Regions from separate parts of the Mus musculus genome. Here regions 1 and 3 are each linked to region 2. A link is a contact called in public Hi-C and HiChIP or PLAC-seq data. All regions are on one chromosome and are shown on one strand. The core of a region is the stretch at or near the end of the contact, and the rest is flanking DNA. Distances in the headings are between cores, read along the strand shown. Region 1 overlaps Syt16 (synaptotagmin XVI). Region 2 overlaps Syt16 (synaptotagmin XVI). Region 3 overlaps Syt16 (synaptotagmin XVI).

What was found. Hi-C and Micro-C count contacts between places; a contact is called where the count stands out from the background. HiChIP or PLAC-seq counts read pairs in DNA pulled down with a chosen protein or histone mark.
Region 1: a Hi-C map of cerebral cortex shows a contact between it and region 2, with 2.3 times the contacts expected there. The contact joins two enhancer-like sites. A contact is called at or near these places in 3 of 484 Hi-C or Micro-C datasets (bone marrow-derived macrophages, cerebral cortex and nephron progenitors) and 2 of 115 datasets of contacts at active chromatin or transcription factors (SST interneurons and embryonic basal ganglia).
Region 3: an H3K4me3 HiChIP or PLAC-seq map of embryonic basal ganglia shows a contact between it and region 2, with 5 times the contacts expected there. The contact joins two enhancer-like sites. A contact is called at or near these places in 2 of 484 Hi-C or Micro-C datasets (bone marrow-derived macrophages and embryonic stem cells) and 2 of 115 datasets of contacts at active chromatin or transcription factors (embryonic basal ganglia and embryonic stem cells).

The regions. Positions count from the first base shown.
Region 1 is chr12:74,107,660-74,110,383 of GRCm38.p6, reverse strand. The region is part of intron 1 of Syt16 (synaptotagmin XVI); the gene reads right to left. Among named protein-coding and RNA genes, the nearest start is that of Gm40889, 32 kb to the left of the region's middle. Within about 2 kb of position 1,418, at least 24 of the 459 cell types and tissues checked have an H3K27ac peak or open chromatin away from gene starts, as enhancers often do. A contact at or near this core is called in SST interneurons and cerebral cortex, where this site is marked.
Region 2 is chr12:74,267,274-74,270,064 of GRCm38.p6, reverse strand. Syt16 (synaptotagmin XVI) reads right to left here. Exons shown (of 8, transcript NM_001364282.1): 8 at 2,149-2,791. Among named protein-coding and RNA genes, the nearest start is that of 1700086L19Rik, 16 kb to the left of the region's middle. Within about 2 kb of position 1,309, at least 26 of the 459 cell types and tissues checked have an H3K27ac peak or open chromatin away from gene starts, as enhancers often do. A contact at or near this core is called in SST interneurons, cerebral cortex and embryonic basal ganglia, where this site is marked.
Region 3 is chr12:74,021,810-74,024,814 of GRCm38.p6, reverse strand. The region is part of intron 1 of Syt16 (synaptotagmin XVI); the gene reads right to left. Among named protein-coding and RNA genes, the nearest start is that of Syt16, 26 kb to the right of the region's middle. Within about 2 kb of position 1,339, at least 5 of the 459 cell types and tissues checked have an H3K27ac peak or open chromatin away from gene starts, as enhancers often do. A contact at or near this core is called in embryonic basal ganglia, where this site is marked.

The DNA of each region.
Region 1 (2,724 bases), core at 169-2,668, 160 kb after region 2:
AGACTGAGGGCCAAGGTGGGAGTCTAAATTACTACAAATCTCCATAAGAGATGGTGCCTCCATAGAACTATGACTCTCGAAGCCCTTGGAGGTCTTATGATGATGGTATCTCACTATGGGTCACTAAGACTGGGGAGTTCTTTAGCAGGTGCCAGCCCAAAGCAGGCCACAGGTACAAGGAGAGCTATTTATATTTGCACAATGCAACTATGATCAGGAACCTGTTCAATAATGTCAGAATGGCAGACACCCTCCCATTCCTGACTAAGATGATGTGGAAATATGCAACTCAAACCCAGCCAGCTTCCTGAGAATTATACTTCCTGCCTCCAAAATGACAGTCAACGGCATGAGAGTGGGTCAGTATATGGTCAATCCAGTAACCAGGAAGGAGAAGCCTGTCTGTGTGCAGGCAGATGTGTCGCCCCACCCGACGTCAAATAAAACTTACAAACCTTGTCAATCTCCCTGGGTCTCAGTCAGAGCTGAGGACAGCTGGTCTAATGATGAGTCCAGGGAAGCCTGCCTACCCCTGCATGGCTTACGAATGGAAAGCCCAGTAGGGGAGAAACAGAGAATGAGCCAAGCAGGAATAGAATCTCCAGGGAAGCTCGGCAGAACAAAGGCAGGCAGAGTCATAATTATTATATTTTGCACTTACTTGGCATTTGCTATGTGCCAGGTCCTTTACGCTCATTTAAGTCTAACAATGGTCCCGTGAAATTGAAATTATTATTATCATCACTTAACAGATGAGACAAAACTGAGCTCTGGAAAATGAGGGAGACACTCCCAATCACAAGGTAGTCAGTCCATGTCAGAGGCAGGATTTGGCCCTAGCGGTCTAGCTTGAGCCCCCCATTTAATCACTCTGCTAGCCCGCCACTTGTCATGGAATTTTTTTCTGAGGAGAGGATGTAATAGATTTTTAGCAACCACAAGCACAACCATTTTGATCTGAAGTCTGAAGAGGAAGACAAGAATATTGAATGACATTGAGGACCGTGGACACCAATTTGAGCCAACAGATGAAAATAGGGGAGGGGAAAAAAAAGACAAAGAAATCAAAGGGACAACCCCCTCAAAGGTCAAAGTTAACTTAAAAAATATTTGCTGACCCTGACAACAACTACAAAAACTACACGGCTGTGATTCGATGCATCTGTTTATTATGTATGCTCTCAGCCTGAGATTTCCTCCCATCGAGATAAAAATTGCCATTGCGCATAAGCAGATGACTGCAATAAATATGGTAAGGAACTAGCATTGCCAGAGAGTTTTTTTTTTTTTTTTTTTTAAAGAAAGAGAGAAAGGCTGCTAATTCTAAGATTGGGAGCTGAAAAGCCCCCAGATGACATCAGCCCAAATTCTCCTAGAAAAGAAATGACAGGAAGCTGGCTCCTGGAACTTTCTCTTCGGAGGTGACTCATTTCATGGCTGGGGACAGGGATGAGCTAGGACATGCAGGGGTCTGGCAGGAGGGCTGAGGGAAGGAGGACCTGGCTTCTAGTCCTCTCTTCACTTTTGTCCCTTTTGAGGATGTTACAACCCAGACTCTGCCCTGCCCCCTCCCCAGTTCAGACGTGGGAATCCTAACCCCCAGTACTTCAGATCGTAGCCATATTTAGACATGCCATCTGCTGAGATATAATATAAACTGAGTTCTTAAGAATGGAGCCACATCCAACACAACTGCTGTCGTTATAACAAGAAGAAACCCAGCCACGAGCATGCACATGGTGGGAAGAGAGGCCCTGTAAAGACAAAGGCAGAGGACCACCTATGACACTAAGGAGGAAGGAGAGCCGCTCTTGATCTCAGACTCCTCCCTGCAGAACAGCTGCTTTTTACACCTCCCAGTCAATGGGATTTGTTACAGCAGCCTAGACGACCTACACAGCTGCACACTTTGAACTACAGATGTATATCAGAGAAGTACTTGCTGTCTCGTTGACTAAATATGTATATCTCCCAATCCTAAAACAGACTGGCAATTGGTGCTTGAAAGAGATCATGCAACTCACAGGGCTCAGAGAAGAAAATGATGCAAAAACCTTTCCAGGTTTCTACAACAAAGTTTTGAGCATCGTTGAGACCTCTGTTCAAAACCTTATTCTATTCCTTATGAATTAACACAAAATTGCCTTTAGAATCTCTCTGTCCCTTGCTCCCTCTGCCCCATATGTTCATCCTTCTGAATGCTACACAAAATCCATCCCCTGCCAAGTATGGTTTTTACTGTCACTCCTAAACTCGAGCTAACTTTTCAAGATAAAACCCATTGAGTGTCTATATATGGAGCCTGATTTTAACTGAAAGCAGCCCCCAACTCATTCTGCTCCTATGGGAATCTGCTAGTTTAACAAAGTCAGTGGGCTCAACTCACTGTCCCTGGACAGAGGGATTACATATCCATGTCTCAGCCCAGGGGCCTCTAATCTAATCCCTCCCCAGGAAGGCACTGCTAGTCAAATGCTACCCCCAATTCCTCTCTTAATGTGATTGCTTCCCATTCAGCTCTAAAAAGGGAGTATCCAGCCCCTCCAAGCAACCATGGTTTAAGCCTTTAATACCTGGCAAGCTGGGCAGGTGTGTAATTGTTAAAGGTCTGTTGCTTTGAGAACGCCTTCAATAGTCATCATACCCTGCTTCCCTCCCATCATTTATTGTGTGTATCACAGAGTCTGGAGAGCATACCATTCAGAAAACAGTAGCGTATGGCCT
Region 2 (2,791 bases), core at 60-2,559:
TACATATTGAAAAGCGAGAAGGCATGTTTCAGGCACCCTCTAGCACCCAGCACTATGGAGAATGTCACCACTTGTATCAACGCCTGAATTGTCATCCAAAGCAAGTCATAGCCAGTGGCACCTAAGTTGACCAACCATGGATGCAATGTCATGCCTCTTTGCAAACACGGCCTGGATCTTTTCTGAGACCTCATGCTGTCAGAATGCTGAGTGTAGTACATTCATGGTCATTATAAATTCTTCTAATGTTATAGGAAAAGCAGGGCTTCCTCTGTCCAACAGTTATGCGATCAGTGAAAACAGGATCCAAACCAACTGTGCGTCTCTCACAGGGAGCAAGGGAAGGAGGGGGAACCCAGAGCAGGTGTGTGTCTGCCTGATGAATAGTCCATTAAGAAAGAAAGAAAAGAAAATCAGCAATCGTCAGAGGGGAGCAGCGAGTACAACAGCCACCACCACAACTGGTGAAACCAATTCATCCCCGAAAGAAGGCCCACGATGAGACGCGTCTTCATAAAGCCGGTGTGTCTCCTACCCTTAGTGATGTTATTTTACAAGCACACACTTTAGGAACAGAACCATCATGCAACAAAACGCGGTACCGCTTCCACGTCAACCCCCCACACAAGATATTAATCATTAGCTAGCTAAAACAGGCAAAACGCAGCTCTCCCACCACAGAGCCAACTAATTATCTTTCAGAACTCTTTTGAGAAGCAAATGTAGCTGTAAACGCTCAAGTGAAAAACATGTTAAATGCATTTGGGTCTAGACTTTGCCAAGAAAATAAGAGAGTCTAAGTGCACCAAATCCAAAGATCTTCCTAAAGCAGAATTTCAAATCAAGGTTCAAAAAAAAAAAGTTCAGCCTCAACGTTTCAGTGCATCTTGTCTTTAGAATTTGATGTCTGCACCATCCGCTGAGAGTGAATGCTGCTGTATAATCAAGACGCACACGTGTTATACGACGAGTACCACTAACCAAAAAGAACATGCTTTTCCCCTTAAAAGGGGAAATGTTGCAAACGTCATCCTAAGCTCACTATCCCAGCAGAAAACCCAAAACTGAGTGAGTCAAGGAGCAGAACATAAAGCAGAGGTGATTAGCAGGGACCCCAAAGCCATGGATGCAGGCAACATGTAGAACAGGCAAATGTGAGCGAGCAAGCGAGGGAAATCCAGGGCTGTCTGGACAATATATACAGATTTTTTTTCAAATGTAAATTTGAAAATGAATGCTGCTATTATGCCAGCAGCAGAAAGGGAAGCACAACGAGGCTGCTCGGCTTCCCCTTCAGCACAAGGCACACAGAGAGGGAAGGATGTGAAAGGCCAATTCTTCGCCGCTCCTCTATCAATTGCACTCAGTTCTATCCCCGTGACACAGTCGCACTGCAAAGACCACTGGGCAGTTAGTGGGCAAGATGCTGAGAAGACACTCCGAGGTCTTCTCAAGGAAGGCAGGGGAACTTGGCGGGCTTAAAAAAAAGACCTGGGGATACTAGTTTATTCTGCAAATGCTCACCCCTCCATATAACATTGTTTCTTCCCCAGATCTGATTCCTGTGATCTGGTAGAGTTTTCCTGTGCCCTTGTCTGGTCTTGTCAGGATATCCATTATGAAGTGCAAGGAATAAATACGTTCTTCAAGTGTTGCAGCCTACGCTTACAATCTGTCAAAATGTAGAGCTGTGGGGGAAGTTCTGCGGCTTTGACTTCGTGTATCCGTCACTAGCTATCACTCTTCCCGAAGACAGGACAGAAGTCAACAAGGAAACATAAAACTCTAAAAAGAAGTGGTGGGGCCCTTGCTCAGAGAACCTGGAACGTTAAGCAAGGTGTTAAGGGTGGATCCCTTCCTCCTCATCACTTCCAGGTAAAAGACACCAAAACTAAGCACTCAGATCTGAGAAATTAAAGTGCACCGCATAAAATGTAAAAGCTACTCATAAGTAAAACTTCATGCCCAGATCCATACAAGGTTAGCGTTGGGGAATAAATAGCATGTGTCCACAGACACGGACTCACTAAAACATTTTGTTGCACACATAAGAAATATCAGTGCTGGGTCCTTTAAATGCTCTGAGAATTCAGTGTCATACCATACCAAATGGTGATATTTCTTCATTCAGAGGATTTCACATGTTCATTCCCTTTAAGTCAATCAAATTAGTATTTATTGAGATCCATTGTAGGCATCTTTCTATGTTCTACTGGCAAGGTACATAGCATAAAGATGAATGTGGTTGGCATGCAGAAATACATACAAAAAATACATGTGAGAGTTAGTACAATTATCTATAGAAAAGGTATAATCCAAATGAATGACAAATTCAGAAACATCGAGAAAGCCAAGACTTAAATTATCTTCTAGGTTTTCCTCTTCTTCTTTGGGTGCCGATTCGGTAAGAAAGCACAAAATCTGTGATTTTTTGGAAATCTTAAATATTCAAAAAGAGACAGGTCAGATAACAGTCAGTTTTTAACTGTTTTACAGCTTCCATATGATTCGTCTAACCCAATTCTTTTAGAAACCGTGATATCTAATTGAGATAGAAAGAGACTTTTCATGAATACAAATTTATTTTACACCACAAGTTTATAACGATTACCTTTTAAAGTAAACAGGGCTCTTTTTTTTATTATTCATAAAGAGAATGGGGTGGCAGAGGATTGCGGATTGGTTACACCCTTCCTTAGCACTCAGCATCTGATTCATTTCTGTTTTGGAATTTTGAACACTGAGAAGAGTCTGATTCATACACCTCAGTGATGGAAAACAGTAACGTTTA
Region 3 (3,005 bases), core at 90-2,589, 250 kb after region 2:
TCACAGGAAGAAGAAACAAAGTGATCGAAGAGAAAAGTCACAGGAAGAAGAAACAAAGTAATCGTGCTCTCTTGCAGGACTGGTCCAAGAATGAAACATTCTATCTGCTCACTGAAGCCATCCCTGACCCTGGGCACTGCGACAGCCCTCACCTCACCATCAGATGCAGCTCATCTCGGATTTCCACTTGCTTAGAGATCTCCACGGTGGTACCTGGAAACCTGGACCGGGCAGGTCTGAGGCACTCCCAAGCAATACCAATGCTATTTTGGCTTCAACATCAATTTGCACAGCAAGGTTATCTAGTAGCCAAGGGTTGTTCTTAAGTCCCAGAGTTAAACTGCCCTAGGACTGAATAAATAAGCATATAAATAAGTAAACAAAGGTCAGTGTGTTCCCCATTTTTTCAAGTTTGCCCACTTTGCTGTTTCTTTTAATTTTATATCTAGATAAGTAGACTTTATAGTTTTGTTTTGGTAAGAAACAAAACTTTGTTGTTGGTTGCTGTTGTTGTTGTTGTTGTTGTTAGTGTTAGTGTTGTTGCCTTGAGAAGGGTCTCACTATGTAGACCAACCTGTCCTCAAACCCTTAGAGGTCCACCTCCCTCTTCCTTCACAGTACTGGAATTACAGGCAATAATCCAAGCCAGTTGTTGTTGTTGTTGTTGTTGTTGTTGTTGTTATTTGTTGTTGTTGTTGTTTGGGGTTTTTTGTCTTCTTTTCTTGGTTCTTTCAGAGCAGGTCTCCTGTACCCCACAATGGCCTGTCCCGCTGCAGCTGAGGATGACTTGAACCCCTGATTCTTCATCTTCCAAGTGCTGAGATGACACACGTGCAGCTGAGGATTACATGCAGGCTTCATGCTAAGAAAGCGCTCTCATCAAGTGATCTACATCCCAGCCTCTAGAATAGCTATACTTTATAATGACACTAGATTCCATCATATGGGCCATGCCCATATGCATTATATGTAAAGGGTTAAAACATATACATACAATTGTGTCTTACCTCAGTGGTCAAGCAACGGCTAGATTCAACAGTCCGTGTAACATAACCACTTAGATTTTCAGATGGATATTGTAGACTATCCACTAATACTATTTCATAGCCCCAAAGATTCTCATTTAGGAAAACTCTGAAATGTAAATTAAAAGCATAAGGACCCATCTGGGAAGTACAATAACCCGGGGGTCTAAAGATGTAAAGACACAAAGCAGCCATATTTTCTACCTCCCCTTATGTAGAAGTGCATTTTCTATGTAGCCGCCCTCCCTCCCCCTTACACACTTAATGCTTTCCATAGCAACAGCTCTAAAAAGGAAAAGCCTATTTCTTGTCAAAATGAATAAAATTGTCTTGCAACACGCTGTGCAATTAGAGCTCCCGCACAGCCCCCTCCACAGCACTCAGACACCACTTAAGCAGCTTTTACCCCCAGAATGGCCCATCGTATTCTTCTGAACACTAACCAGTGTGGTTTCTGAAGGTATTGTGTGTTGATAATAGCAACAGCCCCTCACTAGCCATGTCCAAAATTCCCCAATACATAAGAAAGAAAATCCGCCCACCTCTTTTCCCACACTTTAGAGATGGCTCCTACCTCCCACCAGTCTACAATTTCTTAGAAGGCCACAGGTTAGAGAAAGCACTTATTCTCGGCTCTCTTGTCTTCTTATATATGATAGATAGCCTGCATTGGTTCTCAAGATAATGACTAAACAAACAACTCATTAGCTGGGGACATGTTTAGGATTGCTATAGGTCACCACAGGAAAAAAAGTATGGAAGAGCTGGGTTTGGTTTTTTTGTTTGCTTTGTTTGTTTTCTTGTTGTTGGTTTTTGCCTTGAGAAAAATCAGGAAAGGATAGGTCAGACTCAGCAAAGAGCTGGAACTTTCCACAGTATTGCAAAGGTATTAAACTATCTTACACTGAAGTGAAAAGAAAGTTTAATTAAGGAACTTTTTATTTAAAAATGTATCAACATTAGATGGGCTAGGTTTGTTTTCTAGCAAGTGTTCTAAACAATGTGGCGAGTCATCTAACCAAGGTGCTGATGGGTAAACCAATGGCAACCAGAGCCCTAGGAAGAATCTTACATGAGAAGGAAGGAGAAAGTACTAACTGGAAGCAGAAAGCTAGCACCAGTGGAAGGGAGGCTGGAGGTGACCCATCCTCTGGACCACATTTTATTCCCAACAGCTCTGTTATTTTTTGATTTCTTGAGAATAAATACAAAGGACCATGACAGACGCAATGAAGAGCTGATCTAATTAATCTAGGATCTAATTAATTTCAGGTCACCTCGTGCAGAGAGATCTCTTACAGGCTCCCTCTTGAGGTGATGGGCTGTGTCTAGCAGCCTTTCTCTTTTGTTTATGGAAAGATTTACACACTTACAGCCAATGGCTGACCAGTTTGCAACAGCCAACTATTAAGGCCCAAACAAGATCACACAACACTGTAAGATTATTGGCTTTTACAGCTCACAAGTTAACTTTTCCCAGGAAAGATCCATCTGTAGTCAAAGGGTTAGCCACCCATTCTCAGCAAAAACATGGACCCCTATTAAAATGATTCCCTTTGATGGGAAAAAAAAACAGATAAAGCTAATTAATTTGTCAGTGAGTATACTGTACCTGTTTGTTTTGCTGTGGTTGTTTTCTACACACGACCTCAAAGCAGAGTCTGTGAACACTATTGTTTAAAGGAAAGCCCAGAAAAGCATTTTTACTATACTGCAAGCTGTTTATGCAAAACTAAACTTGGTCTTTGGAGGTTCAGAAAAGAAAGAACTAATGCCTAACCATGAAAGAGAAGAAAACGAGATGAAAGCAGTTCACACAAAGTCTGTGCTTTCCAAAGCTCAGAACAAAATCTAACCAGAGTTCCAAATGGGGCCCAGCCTTGGTCTCAGCAGCCCGGTTGCCTGCCACTTATCCTTCTCCTCAGGTTAAATACTGAGCAAGGCCCCATCCCGAACACTAAATGAGAAGAATCCTAACAG